Regions from separate parts of the Sus scrofa genome. Here region 2 is linked to region 1. Evidence: chromatin contacts called from public Hi-C data. All regions are on one chromosome and are shown on one strand. The core of a region is the stretch at or near the end of the contact, and the rest is flanking DNA. Distances in the headings are between cores, read along the strand shown.

What was found. Hi-C and Micro-C count contacts between places; a contact is called where the count stands out from the background.
Region 2: a Hi-C map of liver shows a contact between it and region 1, with 2.7 times the contacts expected there. The contact joins two enhancer-like sites. A contact is called at or near these places in 1 of 5 promoter capture datasets (liver) and 8 of 47 Hi-C or Micro-C datasets (embryonic fibroblasts, epiblast stem cells, liver and 2 more).

The regions. Positions count from the first base shown.
Region 1 is chr15:100,896,160-100,901,979 of Sscrofa11.1, reverse strand. It overlaps ANKRD44 (serine/threonine-protein phosphatase 6 regulatory ankyrin repeat subunit B), which reads left to right. Exons shown (of 28, transcript XM_021076238.1): 18 at 3,302-3,503. Among named protein-coding and RNA genes, the nearest start is that of PGAP1, 78 kb to the right of the region's middle. Within about 2 kb of position 2,614, at least 7 of the 83 cell types and tissues checked have an H3K27ac peak or open chromatin away from gene starts, as enhancers often do. A contact at or near this core is called in liver, where this site is marked.
Region 2 is chr15:100,975,762-100,981,698 of Sscrofa11.1, reverse strand. The region is part of intron 10 of ANKRD44 (serine/threonine-protein phosphatase 6 regulatory ankyrin repeat subunit B); the gene reads left to right. Among named protein-coding and RNA genes, the nearest start is that of PGAP1, 160 kb to the right of the region's middle. Within about 2 kb of position 1,663, at least 3 of the 83 cell types and tissues checked have an H3K27ac peak or open chromatin away from gene starts, as enhancers often do. A contact at or near this core is called in liver, where this site is marked.

The sequences.
Region 1 (5,820 bases), core at 1,365-3,864:
GCATGCTATGGCTGTGGCTGTGGAGTAAGCTGGCAGCCATGGCTCTGATTCAGCCCCTAGTCTGGGAACCTCCATATGCTGTGAGTGTGGCCCTAAAAAGCAAAAAAAAAAAAAAAGTGGTACGGCGAACTTGAGTTTTAAAAGATTTTTTCTGATGACTATTCAGTAATAGTTTGCAGGAGAGCAAGGTCAGGAAGGGACGTTTTTGCCATAATCTTGGCAACAGAGAATGTGGTATAGTAAGAACTGGATAGATTCTGGGTATATTTTAAAGAAAGAGTAGAGAGGATCCTGGCTTGGAAGTCCAGATGATCTTGGCATTTTGGGGGCTGTCTCCAGCCTCCCAACCTGAGTGTGAATTATAACAGAAATATGGGTAGATTTCCTGCCTGAGGCCTGAGAACCTGATGACACCTCTGTGTAGTTAGCAAAAAACGCCCTTTCCTCTCAGCAGACACATCCCTGCACAGGGCATGGCAAGGCAGTGGGGAGAGGCTGGGAAGCTACTTTTGGCACACACTTGCCCCAGTGTCCCAGAGCCCCTGTGCAGGGCTGCAACCCTGGGCTTAAGAGGAAAGGATAAGATGACTTCAAAACTTGGGGCCTGAGCAACTAGAAGATAAAATTACCATTTGCTGAGATGGAGCCCATTGTAGAAGGGAAATTAAGAACTCAGTTTGGGGAGTTCCTGTCATGGCACAGCAGAAATGAATCCGACTAGGAATTATGAGGTTGCGGGTTTGGTCCCTGGCCTCCCTCAGTGGGTTAAGGGTCCAGTGTTGCTGTGGTCTGTGATGTAGGTGGCAGATGTGGCTCGGATCCAACATTGCTATGGCTGTGGTGTAGGCCAGCAGCTGTAGCTCCGATTGGGCCCCTCGCCTGGGAACCTCCATATGCCATGGGTGCAGCCCTAAAAAAAAAAAAAACAAAAAACAAAAAACAAAACTCAGTTTGGGACATGTTAAGCTTGAGATGAATATTAGATATGCAAGTGGAAATATCAATAGGCAGTTGCATATACAAGTCCTACAGAGTAAATGAAGTTAGAACTGGGATATAAATTTAGGATTCATCAGCATGTGAGTTAATATACTACACATATAATATATATGTTTACTATGTAGCATAATAACCATAATCATTCACAAAAATAATGTAATGAGAAAGTTTTAGAAACAATTCCTGTCAGTAGCCTTAAATCTCATGGGTGCTTTTAATCTAGTTTTTGTTGTTGTGGTAGTTTACATGTACTTGGGAAAAACACTCAAATGATTTTTTAAAAGAGAAGGTGAAATAAGTCCATGCAATTATTCCTTTGTATCTGTCCAAAATTTTCTGCAAATATAGATATACACATAGAGATGTGTATATCTGGATGTATTTGCTTTTTATGAAATTGTTATATGTGTATTTGCCACTTAGTTTTTTTTTAAATTTTTGATAGATTTTGTCAGATCACCCTCCACAAATGTCACACCAATCTATACTCCCACCAAGAGAACATAGATTGCTTTTATTCCACCATGTCTTAACAAATACTAGACATGCCCAAACTTAATCATTGCCATTTGGTCGTTAAAAAATAGTACCCTAAAAAGTTACCTAATGTTTTTATATGTTTATTGACCTTTTCTATTTCTTTTTCTGTGAGCTGTCTTTTCAGTGTTTTTTTACACGTTTTCCTAGTTTTTAAAATGGTTTGTATAAACTCTCTGTGTATGAAGGAAATGAGTCTCTTGTCTGTGCTAAGCCTTTTTTCACATAAATCGTGCCTTGAGGAATTGCTGCAGCAGAAAAACAGAAAGCAAAGGAGACATGAGAGGCTGCTTGTGCTTGTGGCTGCTGAAGGCTCTGGGACAGGCTTTTCCTTTGTCTCCCTCTGTACTTCGTTCCACCAACACCCATCCTAATCCCTTCTCTCTCTTTTATTTCAATGTCCTTTGCCCTGTGTGTGCATGAACATTTTTTTACCTTATAGCCTTAATAAAAATCATCTTTCAGACTTTTTAGTTTTATGGCTTAGTAGCATGAAGCCTCCTTATTTTATTTATTTTTTTTATTTTTATTTTTTTGTCTTTTTGCCATTTCTTGGGCCGCTCCTGTGGCATATGGAGGTTCCCAGGCTAGGGGTCAAATCAGAGCTGTAGCTGCCAGCCTACGCCAGAGCCACAGCAACGCGGGATCTGAGCCGCATCTGTGACCTACACCACAGCTCACGGCAATGCCAGATCAGCAACACTGGATGGTTAACCCATTGAGCAAGACCAGGGATCGAACCCGCAACCTCATGGTTCCTAGTCGGATTCGTTAACCACTGCGCCACGACGGGAACTCCAATTTTAAACAGCATAGAATCTCACGATACGTTTGAACATGGCACTGATATTTGGAATAGTCTTCCCATAATCGTTCGTACATTTTCGTTATAATCAATGGAAGAAACAAAGCAGAGAGAGGAAGCATCAGCTATATATTTGATACTGTGCAAAACCATGCAGTTTTATCTCTTCTCATCTTCCTGGGAAGGCAGCTTTTATTGCTCTCATTTTGTAGATGAGGAAACAAATGCTAAGTGAAATTAAGAAACTTACCCCGATCACATGGTTGAAATTAAAATGTTGACTGTAACAGAAGGTCAGTATGCTTCTGCTGAGTTACAAAGTCCACAGTGCTTTTAGCGATTTTTTTTTTCCCCTCAAGGTTTAACAGAAAACTCTCCGGAAAAAAAATATTCTGATTGTGTCAGTATTTAGGTCTGAACTGGTAGATAAAAGAATTAATTCACTTAGCTGTTCGTCTGTATTAGATTGGTAGCTATAAATACAAGAATGTATTAATACGTTTAGTAACTTTAGAGCAAACTGTTTGACAAAAGCGAAAGAACCTAAAGAAATTCATATGTAACAGGACTGTGCATTAAAATTTTCCTAACTCTGGTTTCACCTATGCTTCAATAATTATCCCAAGCCTCTCTCTGATGTGCTCCTTGAAATTTTTTTTTCCTTTTTATGGCTGCACCTGTGGTGTATGGAAGTTCCTGGGCTAGGAGTCAAATAGGAGCTGCAGCTGTTGGCCTACACCACAGCCTCAGCAATGCCAGATCCAAGCTGCAGCTTGTGGCAATGGCAGATCCTCAACCCACTGAGTGAGGCCAAGGATCAAACCCGCATCCTTATGGACACTATGTCGAGTTATTCACCTGCTGAGCCACAACGGGAACTCCTGATGTGCTCTTTGGAGTGGTCTGTCTGTGACCTGGGAGACTGAGCATGCATTTGAGTTGTTGGTTTCTTCTTTGCAGGCCTACAATGGGCACCACCAGGCCTTGGAAGTCCTTCTGCAGTCGCTGGTGGACCTGGACATCAGGGATGAGAAAGGCCGCACGGCTCTGGACCTGGCTGCCTTTAAGGGACACACAGAATGTGTGGAAGCACTTATCAATCAGGGTGCATCCATCTTTGTGAAAGACAATGTAACCAAAAGAACCCCACTTCATGCCTCAGGTAGGTCTTGTCAGGAGTCTGATTACCCTAGTTTTGAAACACACTTATGCATTTGAGTAAAAGGATGGCAGCATCTTCTTTCATCCCAGGTTTTAAAATATCTGTTTTCTTTCTATGTCAGACATGCCTGCACTCTTCCAAAACGCTTTTGGCTTACTCTCCACTTGGGGATGATTAATGTTCTATGTCCAGGGATGCTCTGGCCTTCTTCTTTAGAGACTGTATTTTTAGAGCAGTTTTAGGTTCACATGAAAATGGAGAAGAAAGTACAAGCATTTTCCACATAGTCCCCATCTCCCGCACATGCATAGCCTCCCCCATTATCAACACCCCTCACCAGAGTGGTGCATTTATTACAATGGATGAACCTGCACTGACACATCATAATCATCCGAGCCCATGGTTTACATTAGGGTCCACTCTTGGTGTCATACATTATACAGATGTATAATGACATGTATCCATCATTCTGCCCTAAAAATCCCCTATGCTGCATCTGACTTTCATCTTCAAAAGTGAGTTCAGAATCTTTGGCCAACGACAGTCACAAAACTTTCTGAAAGGGGGGGGCAAAGGTGTATTGTGATCTTTAGATAAGGTACCTAGAACAAAAATCACACAGCATTTTGAAGAATAAAGCTAGTGGTATTTCAGAGCTGCTTCATAAGAGGAGTCATCAGACAGCAGTCTACTCCGTTTGTCCTTCTGCCAGCCTAAATGAGACTTCTTCCCTTTTGCTCTGATTCTTGATGCATCAGGTGTACAAATAGAGACTCTTAAAGAATGCATGTATTGATAAAAAAGTAATTTGCTTTCTCTGGGATTTTTCTTCCATAAACATAAATTAGAACTGTGTTCAGACACTTCTAGACATAAACACAGATGTAAAGGTAATGGGGAAACTTTTATGATTCTTGAAAAAAATTTTGAAAATCTTGTATTTGAGAAAATGTTAAATCTTATAGAAGTATTGCCATCCAGATCCCTGAATTTCCAAACCACTAAAGAAAAAAAAAATGGAGACTGAAAAAGTGTTGCCTAATTATCTGGAAATGATTGTTGTCAGAGAAAACTTTAGCCATGAGGTCAGCAATGGTTGGTATGGTTAAATGATAAATTCTTATTTCCCAACACATTTAGTCTTTTTGGTATTTTTGTTATTTATAAGTATTATTGTAAAGTTTAGTGTTCTAGGCATTCTTGGTATTATCAGAAAGCTTACATTTAGTTCTTCTATTTATTTATTTATTTTTATTTTATTTTTTAGGGCTGCACTCATGGCATGTGTAAGTTCCCAGGCTAGGGGTCCAATTGGAGCTGCAGCTCCCAGCCTACACCACAGCCACAGCAACGCAAGATTTGAGCCGCATCTTCCACCTACACCACAGCTCATGGCAACTGAGTGGGGTCAGGGATCGAACCCGTGTCCTCATGGATACTAGTCAGGTTTGTTACCACTAAGCCACAAAGGGAAATCCTAGCTCCTTTTTAAATATCAGTTGCCCATTTTTAAGGCAAGCATCCTGCTTTAGTTTACCATGTACTTCCTGATAATTACAAAGGGGCTTTTTTGATTGTGGAAAATCACCCTCCTGGACAGATAAACAATGAAGAATAATCACTGTCCCTCATTTGCTGCTGTCATATGGGTTGTGGTCCATTGGAGCCCCCTAGTGGTCAAGAAGACTCACTCCTTTTGGATTTCCCTTGTCATTCATTAAAAAGATGCAGGTTTGTCATTTGACTCTCTTCACCACAAAATGTCTGCTGTGCAGAAGCGTTTAGCCTGTGCTTTGAGAATCTGCTTTTCCAGAATCTTTTCCAACTCATTTGAGAGGCCAGTTTTTTTTTTGTTTCAAATCCCAAGAGTGCCATGAGGAGCAGGAGCCAGGATGGATTTTAAAGGTTTTGGCATGCATATTTGTAATGACAGCTGTCGTCTTTGAGCAGCATGAAAGATGGCTGTCACTCATAGTCAGGGAGAGGCTGAGCTAGTCTTGAGACAAAGCTGGACTTGGCAGGGCACAGCTAAAGGCGATGTCAGCATCTTCGCTAGAAGGCAATTGTGGAAGACATAGTGTGTGGGAAGCCAACGAGAATCCTAATGTAGCTACACTTTTACAATAAGGGGGAGTTATAGTTACCTGAGGGCTATTAGCTAAATCTAAAGAGCTACCCACCTCCTATACCACCACTTCCCCTCCCCCTGCAAAAAATAAAAAAAAAGAAAAGAAAAGAAAAAAAAAAAAAGCACTACTATAGAAATTGATTTGCTCTCCAGCATACTGGGTGAGTGATATGAACATAGATGATTTTC
Region 2 (5,937 bases), core at 414-2,913, 81 kb before region 1:
GTAGGTTACTGCAAAAATACGGTGGAATAATTGCCACACATGGGCGTCCTGCCACGGGGATTCTGGCATGTGGTAGATAGTTCCCATTTATCTGGGTTAGGGTAGACTGTACCATTGTGCTAAACACAAATTAAATTTGATCTAAATTAAGTGACTTTTAATGACACTTGCAAGGAAGAACCAATTTTATTTTTTAGCTACATCAGAAAGAAGTCTATTCTAGTGGTTTTAATTAAGGAAATTTGAACTTTATTCCTAACTCTGCCTTTTTAATATTCTTTTTCCCCCAATTTTCAGTGTTAGTTAAGCAGGAAGAATAAAGCATAATTGGGCAAACTCAAATTTATTGAGGGTGTTGTTTTGCATATTAATGACCCGTATTAACGGTATGGTTATAGAATGCAATTGAATAAATCTGCTACGTTGGGAAGGGGGACCTGACTTCATTTTGTACTTCAATTCAACAAGAGTATTTAAAACATCTATATGAGTCTGTCGCAATGCTGGGTGCTATGGGAAATGTCGGAAGTTACCTGGTTGGTATCCTCCCGGAGCTCATAATTTTGTTGGAAGCCCAAGGCCCCACTAAAACAAAGAACCGTGCAAGATAGTATTTAATGAAGTTCAAAATGAAACAGGACTTTAATGGCAAAATGTTTGGTGTAAGCTATACGAACCATAGCGTGTAGATAGGAAGAGGAGAGCTCAAGGGTGGCCACAGTTTTCAAGGAGAAGGTGAGTTTTAGGTAGGCTTTGGAGGATGGAATTATGAGTAGAGCAGTGAGTGGCAGGAAGAGATAAGGCTCTGGGAAAAGCTTAGCCTGGCAGGGTAGAGGGTGTGTGATGGTGTGTGCTCTGCCCAGAGGCAGTATTATATCACGGTTGGGAGCCCAGGCTTTCCTGGGCACCAGCTGGGCTCCAATCCAAGCTGCCTCACTTGTGAGCTGTGTGACCTTCAGCCTGTTGCTCAATCTCTGTGCTTTGATTTCCTCATTTGAAAAATCAGAGTAATAGTAGTACCTCCTATAAGTTTGTGATGAAGATTAAAGGACTTAATTATTAGTAAAGCTTTCTGGTATATGTTAAGATCTGTGTGATTGTGAGTTATATAAATACATCTGCTAAGGTTATTCAACATGATAATCCCTATTAAAAGCTTTTGGGGAGTTCCCGTCATGGGTCAGTAGTAATGAACCTGATTAGTATCCGCGAGGACATGGGTTTGATCCCTGGCCTCTCTCTGTGGGTTATGGATCTGGTGTTGCCGGGAGCTGTGGTGTAGGTCGCAGACGTGGCTTGGATCCCACATTGCCGTGGCTGTGGCGTAGGCCGGTAGCTGCAGCCCCAATTCGACCCCTAGCCTGGGAATTTCCATATGCTGCGGGTTCAGCCCTAAAAAAAAACTCTTTGAACAGTGCCTGGCACATAGTAAACAATCAATAAATGTTGACTATTAATTTATTGCTCAGTAACATGTAGTATAGTCAAATTAAAGAGGGTCTTAAATGCTTCAATAAAGAGTTTGGCCTTGACCATAGAAACTGGGGATAATAACTGAATCTTTAGGAAAGGAAAACTACAAAGGCAGGGTTATATTAGGAATTGTAATTTATTTGTCAAGTGTTGTGCAATAGAATCAAAAATCTTGGCAGAGAATGAACCAGAATTGAAATGGTCCAGGGCATGGTGCATTCTGGTGGCCCTCCGGGCTCCCGGGCTGGTGGTGGAGATGAGATCAAGAGCAAATGACTGCAGCGTCATGAGGTGTGTTATGATGGAGGTTTGGACCAGGGAAACACTGAAGAGATGACATTTCAGCAAAAGAAGGATGGGTAGGAGTTTGCCACATGGCAAACTGAATTGTGTGAGATAAAAAAGATAGAGGGGGAAGCAGGGAAGCACATTCCAGGAAGAGGGAACAGTATTTACAAAGGCACAAATATGTGACCATATCCAAAAGCAGATTCCCAAGCCTGGACTACCTGATCTAGGGGGAGTGGAATGAGATGAGGTGGAAAGGCAGGAAGAGCCACACTACAAAGGATCACAATTGTCTTGCTAAGGAGTTGGGTTCCATGCTGAGGCATTCAGAAGCTGTTAAGGAATTATAATTGTATTGGGGAAATAACTATTTTAAAAATAGTAATAATTTTTAAAAAATGAAAGAAAAAAAAAAAGAATTGTAAGTGGGTGTAGGGTAGCTTGTGTCCGATGATCCCATTTGTGTGTGAGAAAGATTGCTCTAATTGCAATCCAGACAGATTGGAGGTGGTCCAGACTAGAAGCACTGGGCAGCCTCTTGCAAATGTCCAGAGAAGAAAAGATGCGGGCTCAGGCTAAGGACAAAACTGAGGGCGGTCAGAGGAGAGGTACACTGACGAACAGCAAGAACACTGGGTTGTCTCAGAAGAGAAAGGGATCTGCTTTAAGTCAAAGGGCCTTTTTGATTGGGAGGTTGCAGATCAAAAGAAGCAGCTCAATTTCCTGGCGAGAACAGCGTGCTAGGATCAGAAGGCTTTGACCAGATTCTAGAGTTCCCAAGCAGGTCATGGCTACCCAAAGGCAGGGATCCTAAATGTGTCAGTTAAGCAGAAGTAAATGATTTGGGCACAAACCAACTTCACTTGTGATGTGTTAATATTTTCAGTGGTGTTTTCTTTAACTTGTTAGCCAAAGAACCATGAATTTCTGATTTTCTTTCAGATTTGAACCGTTTGAGAGATAAACTGGCCAAATGTTTACTTAAAATTTGCCAAAAAAACTCAATAAGCACAAAGCCTCTTTCCTTGTAATTATTTTACCTTCATTTTATGCAAACACATACTATGTGGCAAAAGTGCCTTAGGAATGACATTATTATTCAAGTAGCCTTTCCTTCCATTGACCGTGCTGTGTCCTGAGGACATTGATGAGGGAAACGCTGTTCCAGCTCCAAGAGCCATATGCTTTCTTCTGTCTCAGCATATTTGGGGATAAGACCTGCTCCCTTCAGTAACAGTGGTTCATTGAGGGTAGCAATGGTGTGTGTATCTGTGTGTGTCTGAGTATATATATATAGTGGTGGTGGGGGAACCATCTAAGGAGAAAATACCAAAATGAGGAGAAGGGAAATTCTCTGACGGCCTAACGGGTTGAAGCTCCTGCATTCTCACCACCGTGTTGGCTTTGGTTGCTGCTGTGTGGTGTAGGTTCGATCCCTGGCCCAGGATTTCCCACATACTGCCTGTGTGGCAAAACAAACAAACAGAGAACCTGAAATAAATATTGCAAATCTCATTTAAAACAAAAAACATGGAGTTCCCATCGTGGCTCAGCAGAAACAAATCCAACTAGGAACCATGAGGTTGCAGGTTTGATCCCTGGCCTCCCTCAGTGGGTTAAGAATCTGGCATTGCTCTGAGTTGTGGTGTAGGTCGCAGACGCAGCTTGGACCTGATGTGGCTGTGGCTGTGGCATAGGCCAGAAGCTGTAACTCCAATTGGACCCCTAGCCTGGGAACCTCCATATGCCGTGGAGGTAAAAAGCAAAAAAACAAAAAACAAAAAACCCAAACAAATGAACAAGAAACAAACAAAGGGAGGAGGAGGAGAGTTGCAGAAGATAAAATTTGCTAAAGCTCCTCCCCACAAAGATCACTGTGCTCTGGTCTCCTTGTAGAGTTAGAAAGGGTAGCTCATTAAAGAGGAGAAAAACAGGCCTTTCTTTCTGTAAATAAGTAAACAAGGAGCATTTATGAAAATCACTTACCTTCATAAACAAAATGGCCAGTGTATTTTTAAAGATCTCTTTATGGCAAGTGTTATGGTCATTACTTTCTGATGAATTTAACTGCATCTTATTCTTAGGCCTTGACTGAATGTTTTTGGTTATTCTTTTTGCTTCTCTGAACTTTCGGTCAGAGCAGTTTCTGCAACGTGACTCAGTGCTCAGGCACCTTTGCCTGGTGTCAAAGCCCTTGGGTGTTTTTGCTTCTTTAACTTTGTTAGGTTTGGGGCGCTTGTCTCTAGGATTTGAATTTGTCTTTTACCAGTTATGCTCTCACTGCTTTTTCTACCTCAGTTGCAGCAGATTTAGTAGTAGTTTTGCAGGTTCTGACATTCTTATATTCACTAAATATCTGTTGATTGCTTGTTAGGTGTCATCTACTGTGCTGGATTATAGGGTGGCAAGGAATTTATGGTTTCTAGGGGTGGGCTTGAGAATTGAACAAGCAGTAACAACCGTGCATGCCTATTGTGATGCCAGAACAATTGCTGGGTGCCACTGGGATACAGGAGAACATATCTGGACCATAGCAGGGCCAGCGAGGCTTCCAGAAAGAGGGATGGTTAAACAGTAGCACAAGTAGCAGTTAAATTAGTTACGGCATTGAAAGTCTTTCAGATCCCAAGAATCAACTTAAATTATTTTTATTATAATGTTATTTGAATATGTATAACCTTAAGACTAGATAGAAACTCCTTAGGCTTCTGACTCTAATATAGCAATAAGTCCAAAAAAATTACAAAATACATGCAAATATAAACCAGCAACATTCGCATTAACTGTACCAGACAACAATAATAGCAAACATTTGGAATTCTCGTCATGGCTCAGCAGTTAATGAACCCGGCTACTATCCCTGAGGACACCAGTTCAATCCCTGGCCTCCATCAGTGGGTTAGGGATCTGGCATTGCCACGAGCTGTGGTTTAGGTTGCAGACAAGACTCGAATCCCATGTTGCTTTGGCTGTGGCATAGGCCGGCAGCTGTAGCTCTGATTGGACCCCTAGCCTGAGAACCTCCATATGCTGTGGGTGCAGCCCTAAAAAAAAAAAAAGTCGCAGCAAACATTCATGAGCACTTATGTGCCCTAGGCCGTGCTCTGAGGGGCTGCTTTTTTTTTTTTTTTTTTTTTTTTTTTTTTGCTTTTTAGAGCCACACCTGCAGCATGTGGAGGTTCCTAGACCAGGGGTTGAATCAGAGCTATAGCTGCTGTCCTACCCCGCAGTCACAGCAATGCGGGATCCAAGCCACATCTGCAACCTACACCACAGCTCACAGCAATGCTGGGTCCTTAACCCACTGAGCGAGGTCAGGGATCAAACCCACAACCTCATGGTTCCTAATCAGATTCATTTCCACTGTGCCACGATGGGAACTCCCTCTGAGGGGCTGCATCTAACTGTCACAACAACCCCATGGGATAAGTGCCAGGATTATGCCTCATTTACAGGTAAAGTAAATGAGGCACAGAGAGGGTCATTTTCCTACTGGAGATCACAGAGCTGGTGGGTGGAAATAGGACTGCGTCCTCAACTGTCTGCATCTGGAGCTTCAGCTCTTAGGCAGGAGACTTGCTCCTTCTTTATATAATAGATGGTGTGATAGTTCACATTTTGCATGGGTGATGGCTAGGTGCTGAGTCTTTAGAGTTCAGTACACACTCGGGGAGCAGAGGTTTTGCAGTGACTGAAACAAGGTGGTTTGACAGTTGAACCGTCACACTGCACAGAGACCTTTATTCAAATGGCTGCCAATTTCGTGCATACAGAAGGCTCAGTGCATGATCCCTGGCCCTTCCTAGGTTTGGATAGTTCATTTTCTATGAAGTCCACCTGTATTCTTTTCTCACTGGCCCCTGCCAATTAAAGTAGTGCTACTCAGCACTACTGGGTATTTGTGATCCTAAATACAAATGTTGGTGCTGTTATGGCAGAGGTATGTGGTATTAAGGTGGTCATTCAAATGCGCTAAGATATGCTTTTAGGCCAGCTGTTTCAGATTATCATCAAAAGGAAAATATGATTAAAAAATTCTAGAGACTTTCATACAGAGTGAAGTAAGTCAGAAAGACAAATACCATATGATATCATTTATATCTGGAATCTAATATATGGCACAAATGAACCTTTCCACAGAAAAGGAAATCATGGACTTGGGGAATAGACTTGTGG